Linked DNA regions of Mus musculus: region 2 is linked to region 1. Evidence: chromatin contacts called from public promoter capture Hi-C data. All regions are on one chromosome and are shown on one strand. Each heading gives the region's core, a stretch centred on a gene start, on an enhancer-like site or on the middle of the called end of the contact. The rest is flanking DNA. Distances are from core to core; before and after follow the strand shown.

Region 1 (6,803 bases), core at 2,870-5,369:
TTCTATGTCCTTGATTCAATAAGGAATCTGCATGCCCAGACACTGAAGGTCCTTGTCCCTAACCAGTTTTTGATCAATCAATAAAGATGCCAGTGGTTAATTGTTGGGCACAAGTTGGGACCCTTCGAGTCTCTTGGGTAGGATGCAGAGAGGAAGACCACCATGACTCAGGAAAGAAGGATGGGATACAGGAGCAGCAGGAGACAAAGCCAACCAGTCATGTGAGATTTCAGGTAAGTGGCCACTGGCCACTTCCCTGATTGGGCCTTGGGTAGCAGGGAAAGGTTCAGCAGTGCCCAGCCTTTGAGGTAGCTGAGACATTTTAAAAATAAGCTAATGTGCATGTGTCTTTCATTTGAGGATCCAAAGATAGCTCCTGGGCTGGTGTATGCTTGTGATCTGCCGGGAGCACAAAGGCGTGTAGCCAAAACTCACTGCCACAGTGTGGTTTTTAAAGACAGGATAGGGTCTCTCTGTGTAGAACTGACTGTCCTGGAACTCACTCTATAGACTAGGCAATCTGGAACTCACAGAGATGTGATTAAAAGCGCATGCCATCACAGACTGGCTACAAGTTTTAATTGAATCTATTTATTTACTTGTGTGTATATTTACATGACGGCATGCATGCGTGTTCATGCATACATACTGTTGCATGCATTTGAAAGTCAGAGGATAACTTTTAGAAATTAGTTGTCTATGTCCATCATATGGGCTCTCCCCAGGATCAGGGTTGGTGTCAGTGTCTTTACCTGAAGAATCATCTTGCTGGTCCCATAAGGACATTTTCTGAGTCTCTACTCTCTTGGGATGAGAGGAAAATAGGAAGCTAGGAGGAGGCTAATTATTATCAGTTAGGTTGGTGGGATGGGAACAGTTGTAGGCACAGAATTTCTAAGTTAGGAGAGCTCAATGCAGGGGTGAAGGAGGGTTTTGCTCTGTGAGGCTGAAGTTCCTAGCACCCAAAGGGGACCCTCAGCACCCACATGCATAGACACAGCCTCAGCTAAGGGGAGATCCTGACTGTCAAAGCAGGGTGGACTTTGGCCCTAACCAACTGTGGGTAGTGCCTTGCAGATAATGTGCTCAGGCCTGGGAACACTTAAGAGGTAATGCAAATACACTGAACTTAGAAAATGGTGAAGGTACTTGAGCCATTTAAAAAAATTTTTTTTTTTGGGGAGGGTATTTCTCATGTAGCCCAGGCTGCTCTTTAACTTGCTATAGAGCCAAGAGTGAGTTTCTGATCCTCCTGTCTCCCTTTGAGTGCTGTCGGGCACAGTACTTGCTTTGGTTTGCTTGCTTGTTTACTTTAGGAAGGTCCTTGCTATGTAGACCAGGTTGGTCTCAAACTCACAGAGATCTACCTGCTTCTGCCTCCTAAGTCTGTGAGACAGGGTTTCTTTGTGTAGCCATGGTTGTCCTGGAACTCACTCTGTAGACCAGGCTGGCCTCGAACTCAGAAATCTGCCTACCTCTACCTCCTGAGTGCTGTTTATTTTATTTTTTAAAGATTTATTTATTATATATAAGTACACTGTAGCTGTCTTCAGACACACCAGAAGAGGGCATCAGATCTCATTACAGATGGTTGTGAGCCACCATGTGGTTGCTGGGATTTGAACTCTGAACCTCTGGAAGAGCAGTCAGTGCTCTTAACTGCTGAGCCATCTCTCCAGCCCCCCTTTTTTAAAATAAAAAATTATTTATTTATTTTATGTATGTGAGTACACTGTTGACCTCTTCATGCACACCAGAAGGGGCATTGAATCCCATTACAGATGGTAATGAGCTACCGTGTGGTTGCTGCCAACTGAACACAGGACCTCTGGAAGAGCAGTCAGTGCTCTTAACCCCTGAGCCATCTCTCCAACCCCTCCTGTTTCTTGAAGGATCAGTAACATCACCCCAGAAGACCCGTGCTCTGCTCTTCCTCCATCTGTGTGAGTATTCCTAAGCATACCTCCCCGTCCTTGATGGTCTTTGCTGCCTTTGGTTCATGAAGTTTGGCTAATCCTCCACTCCTTTGTATTGGCCGTGATTCTGCCTGAACGAAACTGGAATACGATCCTATCAAAATTCCTTGAACTGCTGCCTACTCAAGGATTTTCTTTTTATCTTTTCTCCTTTTAAATTTTTTCAGTTTCTTAAAATAATAATAATATTATATTATAATATTATAATATATATGATATTATAATATATAATAATATATAATAATAATAATATTATAATAATAATAACCACTATGTTGAACTATTCTTCAAAATCCAAACCTGGAGGTCAATGGGAGAGAATGTATTACAATATTCAAATGACTGAATTTTTAAAAAAAGAACATAATCACAATAGGTATTTGAATTAATGATATTAAAGAGTTATGCGCTAAAATGGGCATGGTGGTACATCCCTTTAACCCCTCAGGGCTAACTCAGGAGGCAGAGGCAGGCAGGTCTCTGAGTTCGAGGCCAGCCTGGTCTACAGAGTGAACCAGAACATCCAGGGCTACACAGAGAAATCTTGTTTCAAAACAAACAAACAAACAAACAAACAAACAAACAAATGCAGAGCAAAAACCCAAACCAAAGCAAAATGAAAAATTTACTTCATTTTGGGTCTTACTATGTAGCTTTGGCTGTTCCAGAACTCTGTAGAGCAGGCTGGCCTGGAACTCATAGGGATCTGCCTGCCTCTGCCTCCTTGGTGCTAATAGTAATGATATGCACTACCATATTTGGCCTGAGCACCAGTCTCTAGTTCCAACACCGTTTCCTGTCTTTCCCTGAAAGAGGAAATCATGTCTAAGCCTAACTAAAATGTCAGCTGCTCTAAAACAACCCTCCTATCACAAGATGTTTCTTTGTTTTCCCAGAGAAGCCAGTATACATGTGTTTTGTAGGAATTCTGCAATAGTTAGTACACTAAAATGAGAAAGTTAAAAGCATACAGTCATTAGGCAGGCATGGTACTGACAGTATTTTAATCCCAGCATTTGGGAAGCAGAGGCAGATCTCTCTGAGTTCAAGGCCAACCTGACCTATACAGCAAGTTTCTGAACAGCCAGAACTACATAGAGAGACCTTGTCTCAAACAAAACAAGCAAGCAAGCAAGCAAGCAAGCAAACATACCAAGAAACAAGCAGAAACAGCTTTGGGGAGACCGTTTATTTTGGCTCACAATTCCAGATTACAGTCCTCATTGTAGGGGTGTCAAGGCAGCAGAAACTTGAAGAAGCTGGTCACATCGTATCCACAGTCAAAAGCAGGGAGAAATGAATTAGTATCTGTATGCTTACTGTTTATCTCCCTTCTTATACAGTCCAAGACCCAAACCCACCCATAGTAGACTGGCTCTTCCTGCATCATGCCCACAGGCCACCCTGTCCCGGAGGGATTGTCTAACACTTTATTAAGACTCTTCCAGTCGGGCGTGGTGGCACACACCTTTAATTCCAGCACTCGGGAGGCAGAGGCAGGCGCATTTCTGAGTTCGAGGCCAGCCTGGTCTACAGAGTGAGTTCCAGGACAGCCAGGGCTACACAGAGAAACCATGTCTCGACCCCCCCCCCCCCAAAAAAAAAAGACTCTTCCTAGATGATCCTAGATTGTCAAGGTACAGTTAAAACTATTACCTTTCTTAAAAGAACATATTGTCCAATTGCCTTCTAAATATTTATGTTTGGGGACAGTGCGATGGCTCATTGGGTCAAAGTGCATGCCCCCAAGCCCGATGTGTGAGTTCTATTCCTGGGACCTATGTGGTGGAAGGAGAGAACCCACTCCACAGGTTGTCCTCTGACACACACTAAATAAACCTAGACAAATGTTAAAATATTTATGTTTCTACACATAGACTAATCCATCTCTCAGACTAGGGCAGAAAAACTACTTTTTGTAGAGACTCATTAAAATATATATATATGGAATAAATAAATAAATAAATATATATTTATTTATTTATTCCATATATATATGGAAGTGCAATAGAGCCAGGAGATGGGAACCTGGAGTGGCCATGACCGACCATAGAGACATACCTCCTTCTCGGACCTCCGAGCTTCCTAGAGAGGAACCGGACGTCAGCCCTTTCCATAGGGCACCTGCTTGACAGCATCCGCCACCCACTTCCGGTCCGCGCAGGCCTGGGCAGGTGCTAAGCGCGCAGTCAAGGCCCCGGGCAGGCCGGGTCGGGGCGGGGCTGGACGGAGCAAGCTGCTGCTCGGCGGGGCAGCAGCGGGCCAGGGGTCGTAGGCTCCACGCACAGCGGTGATCTCAGGTAAGATCCATGCGGGTCGCGGTCGGGCCAGGCTGGGGGCCTAAGGTGTCCAGGACCCGCAGGAAGACCTTGACCCTGGGACTCCGAAAAGGGACGCTAAGCGTTTTTAGACGCAGATGCAAGACAGGGATGGGAAGAATAGCCACGCGGCGCCTTCTGTCTGCCAGAGGCCTGGAAGATCCACGGGGGCCGCTTGCCCCAGGGCACTGGCGGACCGAGCTAGACAGTAGCAGGGACGTTCGAGAAAGCTGGATGAAGCAGAACGATGAGTGTTAGAGGTGGAAAGATGAGGAATCAGTTTCACAGGCGGACAGAGAAATACCATATGTAACATAAGGACGTGGCCTGCCGCACCCTAGTTGCGCTAATGAGCACAGCGCCTTACTGCTTTGGGCTTGGGGCCTGTTTTGTCAGCCCGCCTGCCCCGGAAGTAAACAAGACTGATTCTGGTTTTTTTTTTTTTTTTTACGGTCTGCATCGCAGCCTCTTTTTCCTAGGGTGTTATGTTTGCTACTCACCTGTCATTCTTTCCTCCCTTTCTCTTTCCTCCTTCCATCCTCTTCTGCTCTCCCTCTTTTCCAGTTTCATCGTACCCAGGTTGGCTTGGATCTCGCCATCCTCCTGCCTTGGCCTCTCAGGCCACTAACGACAGGCCTGTTACATCTTTCTTTTTTTCTAGACAGGTTTTCACTATGTATCTCTGACTGCCCTGGAACTCACAATGTAGAGCAGGTTGGCTTCAAACCCATAGAGATCGGCCTGCCTCTTATTCCCAATGTTGAAATTAAAGGTGTGCACCAGTACACTCAACTTTTTCTTTCGTCCTTTTTTTTTTGATATATGTATATGTGTGTGTGTGTGTACGTACATGTGTATAATATATGTGTGTGTGTGTGTGTGTGTGTATGTGTACGTATATGTATATAGCTGAGTATAGTGGCCCACAACTTTTTTTTTTAAATTTGTTTATTTACTATATATAAGTACACTGTAGCTGTCTTTAGACACGCCAGAAGAGGGTATCAGATCTAATTACAGATGGTTGTGAGCCACCATGTGGCTGCTGGGATTTGAACTCAGGACCTCTGGAAGAGCAGTCAGTGCTCTTACCTGCTGAGCCATCTCTTCAGCCCATATTTTTATTTTTATGTGATGAGTTTTTTTTTTTTTTTTTTCCTTACTGCATGTATGTCTGTGTACTGTATGCCTGGAGTCCAGAAGATGCAATAGATTTTCTGGAACTGGAGTTACAGACTCCAGTCTGTAAGCACACACATGGTGAAGCACCATGTGTGTGCTGGGAAGTGAACCTGGGTCCTCTGCAAGGACAGCAAGTGCTCTTTAATTGCTGAGCTGTCTCTCCAGCCTCACCTTTCTTTTTAGACCCCAATGTTTTGGGAGGGAGTCAGCTATAGCTGCCTGCATATTCTTTCTGTCTCTTTTTTTTCCTATGGGCTTGGGGCCTGTTTTGACAGCCTGCCTGCCCTGGAAGTAAACGAGACTGATTTTACGGTTTGCATTGCCGCCTCTTTTTCTTCTGGTGTAATATTTGCTTCCTTTCTGTCATTCCTTCTTCCCTTTCTCCTCCCTCCATCCTCTTTTCCTTTCCTGTTCTTCCAGCTTCCAGTGTCTGACATTTTTGTACATGCATATGCTATGTCTTGAGTATATATGCCCTAACTCTCCTCTCACACCCCTCCAAGGGACACTCAAACATCTCCTCCCATTTTCACGACCTCTTTTTTCTTGGTCTGAGGGCTGATTTTACTGGTTGATCCTATGTGGGTCTTGTGTAAATGGCGTGGCTGCAGTCAGTTCACAAGTGCCATGGCTGTGCCGTGTCCAGAAGATAGCATCTCACTGAACTCTTTTTGCCATCTTCTGACTCCTGGGTTCTTTCTGTCCCCCCTTGCACTATGTTTCCCGAGCCTTTGCTTTGTGTGGGGTGTTGATAACAGATGTCCCATTAAGGGCTGAGCTCTCAACAATCACTCATTCTCAGCACTTTGACCAGTTTTGAGTCTCTGCATTAGCTGCAAGTAGACAGAGGCTTCCCTGGCCAAGGCTGAGAGCAGCACCAATCTATAGGTGTAGACATAAATATTTAGAAGGTGGCTTGACATCATGTCTGTTTTAGAAATACCGCAGTAGTAGGTTCTCCCTTAGGCTCATAATCTCCCTGGCTATGGGCTTTTGAGCAGGTTTACAATCCCAGGTATGAATTCCCTCCGTGGGCATGTCTTGTCTGTCAGGCCATTCCTTACTGGAGCACACAAGTGTCACTGCTGGGAAGTACCCAAAAGTGATGGCTTTTCTCCTCCAGTGGCCTGTGCAGCGCCTTCCAGCACTATGAAAACCAGTTAACATGGAGGAAATGCCAGGTCAACTCCAGCTTGATTTTTTTTTTTTTCCTGTGTCCAAATGTATTGTGTCTTCTGCAGGGTTTTACCATCTCGTTACGATGGGCAATCAAGAGCAGTGCAGTAACCTGTATGGCATGGTATTTACCCTGAGGACACTGTCATAG
Region 2 (7,385 bases), core at 1,919-4,418, 2.6 Mb after region 1:
AAGCCATGGGTCATTTTAAAAAAAAAAAAAATCCCAGTGCCGGGTGTGGGATACCTTTTTATGCATTGTTCAAAAACAAGGTTGCAGATGACCCCCTCCCCCCAACAGTTCATGTCCTGTCATTCCTCTTGGTTGTCCACCAGAACTAGACATTAAGAGCTTATTGATGAAGATACCACACACTTCCATCTTCAGATCTAAGAGAAATCAAGCTGGAGGCTTCCTTCCTGTGGGCTAGCTTTTATAGTACTAGAGTACTATACAACTATATAACTGTTTGAGATAGATGTTACCGTCGCCTCGTTGTAGACGTGAGAAAACAAAGACATGTTAAGTAAATATACCCAAGGAGACATGTTAAGTAAATATACCCAAGGACCCAGCCTGAGTTCAGAGTTGCTCCAAATACTACACTGTATTGCTTTAAGTGTTAAAATAAATGGTCCTGTGTTTGGCCACCACGACTTAAGCCACCATTACTTAAGGCAACGACTTTAAGACTCACTGGGCCAATAGTCAAAGGATAAGAGCTGGCTCATTTGGTAGTAAAGTATGTCTTAGTTAGGGTTTCATTGCTGTGAACAAACACCAAGACCAAGGCAACTCTTAAAAGGACAACATTTGGGCTGGTGAGATGGCTCAGTGGGTAAGAGCACCGGACTGCTCTTCCGAAGGTCCGGAGTTCAAATCCCAGCAACCACATGGTGGCTCACAACCATCCGTAATGAGATCTGACTCCCTCTTCTGGAGTGTCTGAAGACAGCTACAATGTACTTACATATAATAAATAAATCTTAAAAAAAAAAAGGACAACATTTAATTGGGGCTGGCTTACAGGTTCAGAGAGTCAGTCCATTATCATCAAGGCAAGAACACAGCAGCATCCAGACAGGCGTGGTGCAGGAGGAGCTGAGAGTTCTGCATCTTCATCTGAAGGCTGCTAACAGAAGATTGGCTTCCAGGCAGCTAGGGTGAGGGTCTTAAGCCCATGCCCACAGTGACACACCTACTCCAACAAGACCACACCCACTCCAACGAGGCCACACCTCCTAATAGTGCCACTCCCTGGGCCAAGCATATACAAACCATCACCGTATGTAAAGGAGAATTATTAGACCTGCCCATGCAAACAATGAACTGGGTGTGTGTGTGTGTGTGTGTGTGTGTGTGTGCATATTGAGCCCAAATCAGAAAATGCTGGGAACTGAACATAGATCTTTTTTCATTTTTCTAGCCCTTATAACTGCAGCTTAAGAAAAAAAAATCTCAGGGCATCATGGCCCATGCCTGTAATGGTAGATTCAGGAGACAGAGACAGGAGGATTATGAGTACACACTCACGTTCAGACACAGAGTGAGCTGGTGGGCAGTGTGAGCTACTGGAATCCTACTTCAAAAACATAATCATTTAATGTTTGTTGACTGCACATGCTGAGTGATACAGAGTCAGTCCTGAACACTTGCTGAACATTTCTTTTAGTACTGGGCAATGAAATTATAAAAAAAGGAATTTCCTTACGTGTGAGATGCTGGAATTTTCCTGGAGGAACAGATATGTAAATAGATATCTTAAATGCACTTAACAAAGAAAGGGCTCATGGGATCAGGCCAAAGACATGTTGGTATGGTGATGGTCTTTGGTTTTATGTATCTGTGTACATGAGTACAGTTCAAGGCCAGAAGAGGGCATTGGATCGTCTTAAGCTGAGTTACAGATGGCTTTGAGCCTCCTGATGAGAGTGATGTGAAAGGAACCCGGGTTCTCTGAGAGGAGACAGTCTGGGCATATCAGTGAAGTCATTTACATCATTTTAAAAATGATGTACCCTGAATGTGGGAGGCGCCATCCCATAGGCTGGGGTCCTAGGCTGAGTAACAAGACAAAAACAAGAGGACGACATTCATTTCTCTCTGCTTCTGACTGCAGAACCCAAGTGACCAGCCGCCTCATCCTCCGGCCAGCACAGCTAAGACCTGTTTTGTCTTCTTCTCCTTCGTGCTATGCCATACTCTCATAATGTGAGCAACAGGGCTGGAGAGATGGCTCCGCGGTTAAGAGCATCTGTTGCGTCCCTTTCCCAGCACCCAGAGGGTGGTTCCCAACCATCTACCTATAACTCCAGTCCTATAAGACCCTAAGACTCTTTCGTGTTGGCAAACACCGCTAATGTTGCAAAAGAGTGTGAGGGCACCAGGCACACACCTGATGCACACGCAGACAGTCAAACAAAACGTTTTAGAGGAATCCTTTAAAAATTAATTTTAAAAAGCTTAATGAAAAGCCGGGCGTGGTGGTGCACGCCTTTAATCCCAGCACTTGGGAGGCAGAGGCAGGCGGATTTCTGAGTTCGAGGCCAGCCTAGTCTACAGAGTGAGTTCCAGGACAGCCAGGGCTACACAGAGAAACCCTGTCTCGAATAACAAAAAAAAAAAAAAAAGCTTAATGAAAAGACTTAGGGAGATGACTCATGTACAACATGTAGAACCACGTTATTTGTAATTCTAAGAGCCTGACATACGTTAGCTCTGATGACCCTGACTTAAAATTGTCACCACCACCACCCCCATGTCACCGAAAAGGACTTAGTCCCAGGGAACCTCCCAAGTCTTTGCTGTCTTCCAGTCTGGCCACACTGACCATATCGCCGCCTTCTGCCTCCCGCTTTTAAGTTGCTTATTATGAACGAACCGGTGGCCAGACCTGACTTGGGACTCAGGTTGTGATTGCCCCCCAAGTTCGGAAATATCCACACCCCACAACCCTGGAGCCCGCCTCTGCCTGAGGCTCGGTGCCTAAGCTAGCTTGGTCCTTTCCTTAGGTTCTACACATACCCAGCCTCGGACCTTCGATTTATAAAACCGTAAAGGCCTGTTGTCCCACTTTTGACTCAGCAGAAGGACTTTATGTAAATCACCACCGTGCGTCCTTGGATGGCCCGTGGGAAGTCTGTGCATTTGCACACGCCCATCTAACACCGTCCCGCGAGGCCAGGGCCAGTGCACACCCGAGCTGCGCCCTTGGCCCTCGCTCACCGGGGGACAGCGAGCGTGGGAGCCCCGGCCCAACGCTACTCCCTGCTCCTCCCACGCCCCCTTTCCTTCCTGGCCGGAAGGACGCACTTCCGGCGGATGGGGCGGAGGGGTGGGCGTCTCGGCCCCGGAAACGGAAGTGAGCGGTTTGGCCGGCGGACTCGAGCAGGTTTATAGATCTCACAGAGCTGTTTCAAAGATGGTGAGTGAGCGCGGAGGGCCGCCGTCGCGGCGGGTACTCGTGGTGCGGGCACGATCGCGACTGCCCGGTCCCGGCGGGTGTCTGACGTGGGCGGGACCCGGGCTGCACTCTCTCGGGTGGTCCTGGCTCCGATCGGACGGCGCGGGTCAGTTCCCCGGGCCTCCCAGGCCACAGCGCCCCTTCCCAGCAGTGGAGGCGGATGCACTCCATGCACTGGGCACCTCCGAAAGCCAAGCCTTGTGTGCGTGTTGGGACACGCCACGTGCCTTCTCCCTTAGGGTGACTGCACCCCTACACCCGCCAAGGCGCACGACCGCCCGTTGCATTCGTACAGCTCAGCCTCGGTTTACAAACATCTCTCTGTGTGCCATGTGTCGCTCCCGTTTTGTTCGTATAGTTAGTGCTTGAACTCCCTCGCATCCCCCTCTGGCCTCTCCTCCCCTTCTGGCCTCTCCTCCTGCCCCACTTTCTGTTTCTCTTTGAGCATAGTCCTGAGTCACTATGGCACTCCTCCGCACGCCATCTGCCCACGTCCAGAAAGCTTGGATTGGCAGAGACCGCTAACCAGTGTAAAGGAATGTGAGAAACGCTGAAATATGAATGGTTTTTAGGTCTTCATAGACTTAACTTGTATCTGACACTGAACTAGAACCTTAAGGAGTCCTCATATTTTACAAAAGGACACCGGGACGATAGTAACAGCAATACTAGAGTTCAGAATTTCCCCTTTGTGTGTAGCGAAACTTCTCCTTTGGTGCTTTTCAGTACATCTGTCCCCAGGAGAACACTGTACTGTAGTGGTGTCAGTCAGCATTGGGACAGCTATAATCATAGACAGGGCCAGTCCTGGAAGTCTGTGCTTGACTGGCAGTCACGGAGTAGGTGACTGTCCAGGATAGATTACCTGTTGTCTTCCTGATCCCCGTGGTTTCCTGTGTGAAGAGTGGGGACACCAACAGTACCAGGCCCTTGAATTATAGAGTTGGAGCCCCGAACTCTATTTCTCAGATGTTAATGAGGTCTAGAAGGAGATTGTTAGCGATTTTGTTGGTGAGGTGGTGTGTTTTGGGGAAACCTTGTGCAGAATTGGGGAGACTGGTGAGGCTCAAGCAAGACCCAGTTGGGGCTGCTGACATTCCCCCCCATGCGAGCTGCCAGGTCAAATACACAGGTGAAGTAAGTCTATCAACTAGCTGCTTTCTCAGAATTGTTTGGTCTAGACTAGTAACAGAGACCAGGTCACCTGTATCTAAGCAGTTTGTGCTGTCAGATGTCGGGTGACAGTGACAGTTCCAAAGGAGCTGTTTTTAGCCTTTTGCACTGTTTCAACTAGCTGCATTTATTTTTAATCATAGAAGACAGCTCCTCCCCCTTTCTGTCAGATCCTATGACCTCATGTCTAGGTGTCATGCCGTAATTCCACCTCTGGTATTATATTTGACCTGCCTGTTCCCTGGGGTTCTGTCCTCAGCCTTTTCATTGGGTTAAAACACTACAGCCAATGGGAAGGTTCTTTCCAGTGAAGCAGATCTGGCTGATCATACCAAGATTAGGGTAAAGCTCAAGTTTTTTGGTACATACGACTGTCCACCTTTGAATTTTACCCCTTCAATCATGTCAGTCATCTCAAACTGGCCGTAGTTTGTCTTCATTCCTTTTCTTTTTCTTCATACGATGCTCTCCCTGCTGCCACATTTAGAAGTCAGAGCAGGAGTCTTTCTACCTTCGGATGCGGTGCTCAATGTACCCCGTGCGCTGGCTACCGCAGCACTTAAGGCTCTCTCTGTAGATCCTGGGTTCCTTAAGGGCACGGTTCTTAGCGCCTCTGTCCTCTAACCAGCGCATTGACTTTGTGTTGTAGAACGCCAGAGGTCTTGGGTCGGAGCTGAAGGACAGTATTCCAGTCGCGGAGCTCTCAGCCAGCGGGCCTTTCGAGAGTCACGATCTTCTCCGGAAAGGGTATGTCGGGGAGCTGGGGCTGTGTCTCGCTCGTTCTCACGAAGCGCTTCTTGTGGATTCTCTCCAAGGTGCTCTCCCTGGAAGGCTGTAAATGTGTATTTGATTCTTGCATGTTCCTTGTAGCTGGAGAACTCTTGTAGCAGAATAACAGCATGCGGGCTTGCAGGAAGGGGGTCCTCCTAGTGTCTGGGACTATTGGTAGGATTCTCTGGGCTCGTTTGATGAGGGAGCTAGCCCTGGAGTTTGAACCTAGGGTGTCGTATAATGGGAAGCAAGCGCTCTACCTCTGAGATCTATAGCCCTAGCCCTTAGTTTAGTAGGATTCTTACTGCTCGTAACTCAGCCGTTGACCTCTCGATGCTACTGACTGCAGGAGACACGAAAATATAGCATTTATATAGCAGTGGTTAACAAAGGACTGGGCAAGTATGACTTGAGTTTGGATCCCCAACACCCATTTAAGGGCAGGTCACCCTAGCCAGTTGATGGTCACTGTGCCAGTGAGAGCCTGCCTCAGAGCATAAGGCGGAGAGCAGCAGGGGAAGCACCACTGAATGTCAGTTCTGGCCTACATGAAACACACACACACACACACACACACACATGCACGCACGCACACACACATGAAACGCACACACACTCTGGCCTACATGAAACACACACACACACACTCTGGCCTACATGAAACACACACACACACACACTCTGGCCTACATGAAACACACACACACACACTCTGGCCTACATGAAACACTCACACACACACTCGAGCACACACACACACGTGCACACACGCACACACACACACACACACACACACACACACAGGAGAATCTCCGAATGTCAGACCTGGCATACATGAAACACACACACACACACACACCTCCTTAAGAAAGGATGGTGGCTGGGTGGCGGTGGTGCATGCCTTTAATCCCAGCACTTGGGAGGCAGAACTGTCCTGTGAGTTCCAGAACGGCCAGGGCTACATGGAAAGCCTGTCTTGAAAAGTCTCCCTCACCCCGTCCCACCCCACCCCTGAGAGACGGGGTCGGGGGGGGGGGGGGGGGGGGGGAGAAAGGATGGTGGGTATACACCGAGGAAACAAGGCCTTCTTTCCTGACACAGCAGTGCTAAAGCAAACATGAACTTGCAAAGCCTGTGGCAGGCAGCAGGCACAGAGCCGGCACAAGCCAGATGGGGTACCAGTGCTTAGGCAGGAAGTGGACAAAAGCCCCCGTCCATAACCTAGACGCTACACGTAAGGGCAGGCCAGACAAGCTCAGTGGAACTTCATTTTTTTCTAACTTAGAGATCTTTTGTTTATATGTTGTGGTTTCTGGCTTTGTGTTTTTATGAGATTACTGTGTGTGTAGAGGTTTGAGAAAACTCTTATTGTCAATAAGAATCAGAAAGGGAGGGAGAGAGGCAGAGACGGAGAGAGAAAGGATGACGTGCTGTGGCTGCTTGGTTTTGGGTCCCAGCTCTGTTGTCCCCTGGACGACGTCTTGTGACAGGTGCTCAGCGTTCCAGTCGGTGACCAGAGTGAACAGTACTTGTGTTACACAGTCGGAGCAAGGGAGTCAGTACCCGAGAACACGCACGTGTGCCCAGCTCGCTCTGGCACTTCGTGGTGGCTGCTTTTGTTTGTGTTCTCCAGCTCCCTGTCCTACCTGCTTCTGTGATTTCCTTCTTTAGACACCTGTTCCAGTCGTCTGCCCCTGGCACATCACTTTTCTGCTCATACAATACAAGGTCGATGTGACTTCCAGTGTATTTCCATCCTAACTGAAAATGCTGACTTTTCCTGCAGTAGAGTGGCATTCTGGCATCCTGGTGCTGAGGTCTGGGCACATACATAGTCCATTTTGGATTAGTAGGAAAGACACAGGATATGGCCTCTTGGAGTCATAATTTGATCTGTAGTAAAATTAATAGGCTGAGGGCTGGAGAGGTGGCTCAGCAGTTATAGTATTTGTTCTTCCTGAGGACCCTGGTTTAGTTCCCAGCAGCCCCATGGAGGCTCATAACCACCTGTAACTCCATTTCCAGGGAATCAGATGCCCTCTTCTGGCCTCTGTGGGAACCAGGGCAAACATGCACAGACAGTTTTTAAAGAAAATTAATAGGCTAGCCACCAGCTAGTCCTGCTGAGCCCCACCAACGACCGAACCCCTCCAGGAAATGTCATTTTTTT

What was found. Capture Hi-C pulls out chosen DNA fragments and counts their contacts.
Region 2: a contact with region 1 is called in a promoter capture Hi-C map of liver, with 4 times the contacts expected there. The contact joins the promoter of Pomp here to the promoter of Zscan25 in region 1. A contact is called at or near these places in 1 of 39 promoter capture datasets (pre-B cells), 1 of 484 Hi-C or Micro-C datasets (B cells) and 1 of 9 other capture datasets (liver).

Annotation. Positions count from the first base shown.
Region 1 is chr5:145,276,352-145,283,154 of GRCm38.p6, forward strand. Zscan25 (zinc finger and SCAN domain containing 25) reads left to right here and starts at 4,120. Exons shown (of 6, transcript NM_001081431.2): 1 at 4,120-4,276. Gm38740 (a long non-coding RNA gene) reads right to left here and starts at 4,698. Exons shown (of 2, transcript XR_868692.2): 1 at 4,038-4,698; 2 at 3,155-3,235.
Region 2 is chr5:147,857,460-147,864,844 of GRCm38.p6, forward strand. Pomp (proteasome maturation protein) reads left to right here and starts at 3,169. Exons shown (of 6, transcript NM_025624.3): 1 at 3,169-3,232; 2 at 5,094-5,191. The coding sequence starts at 3,230.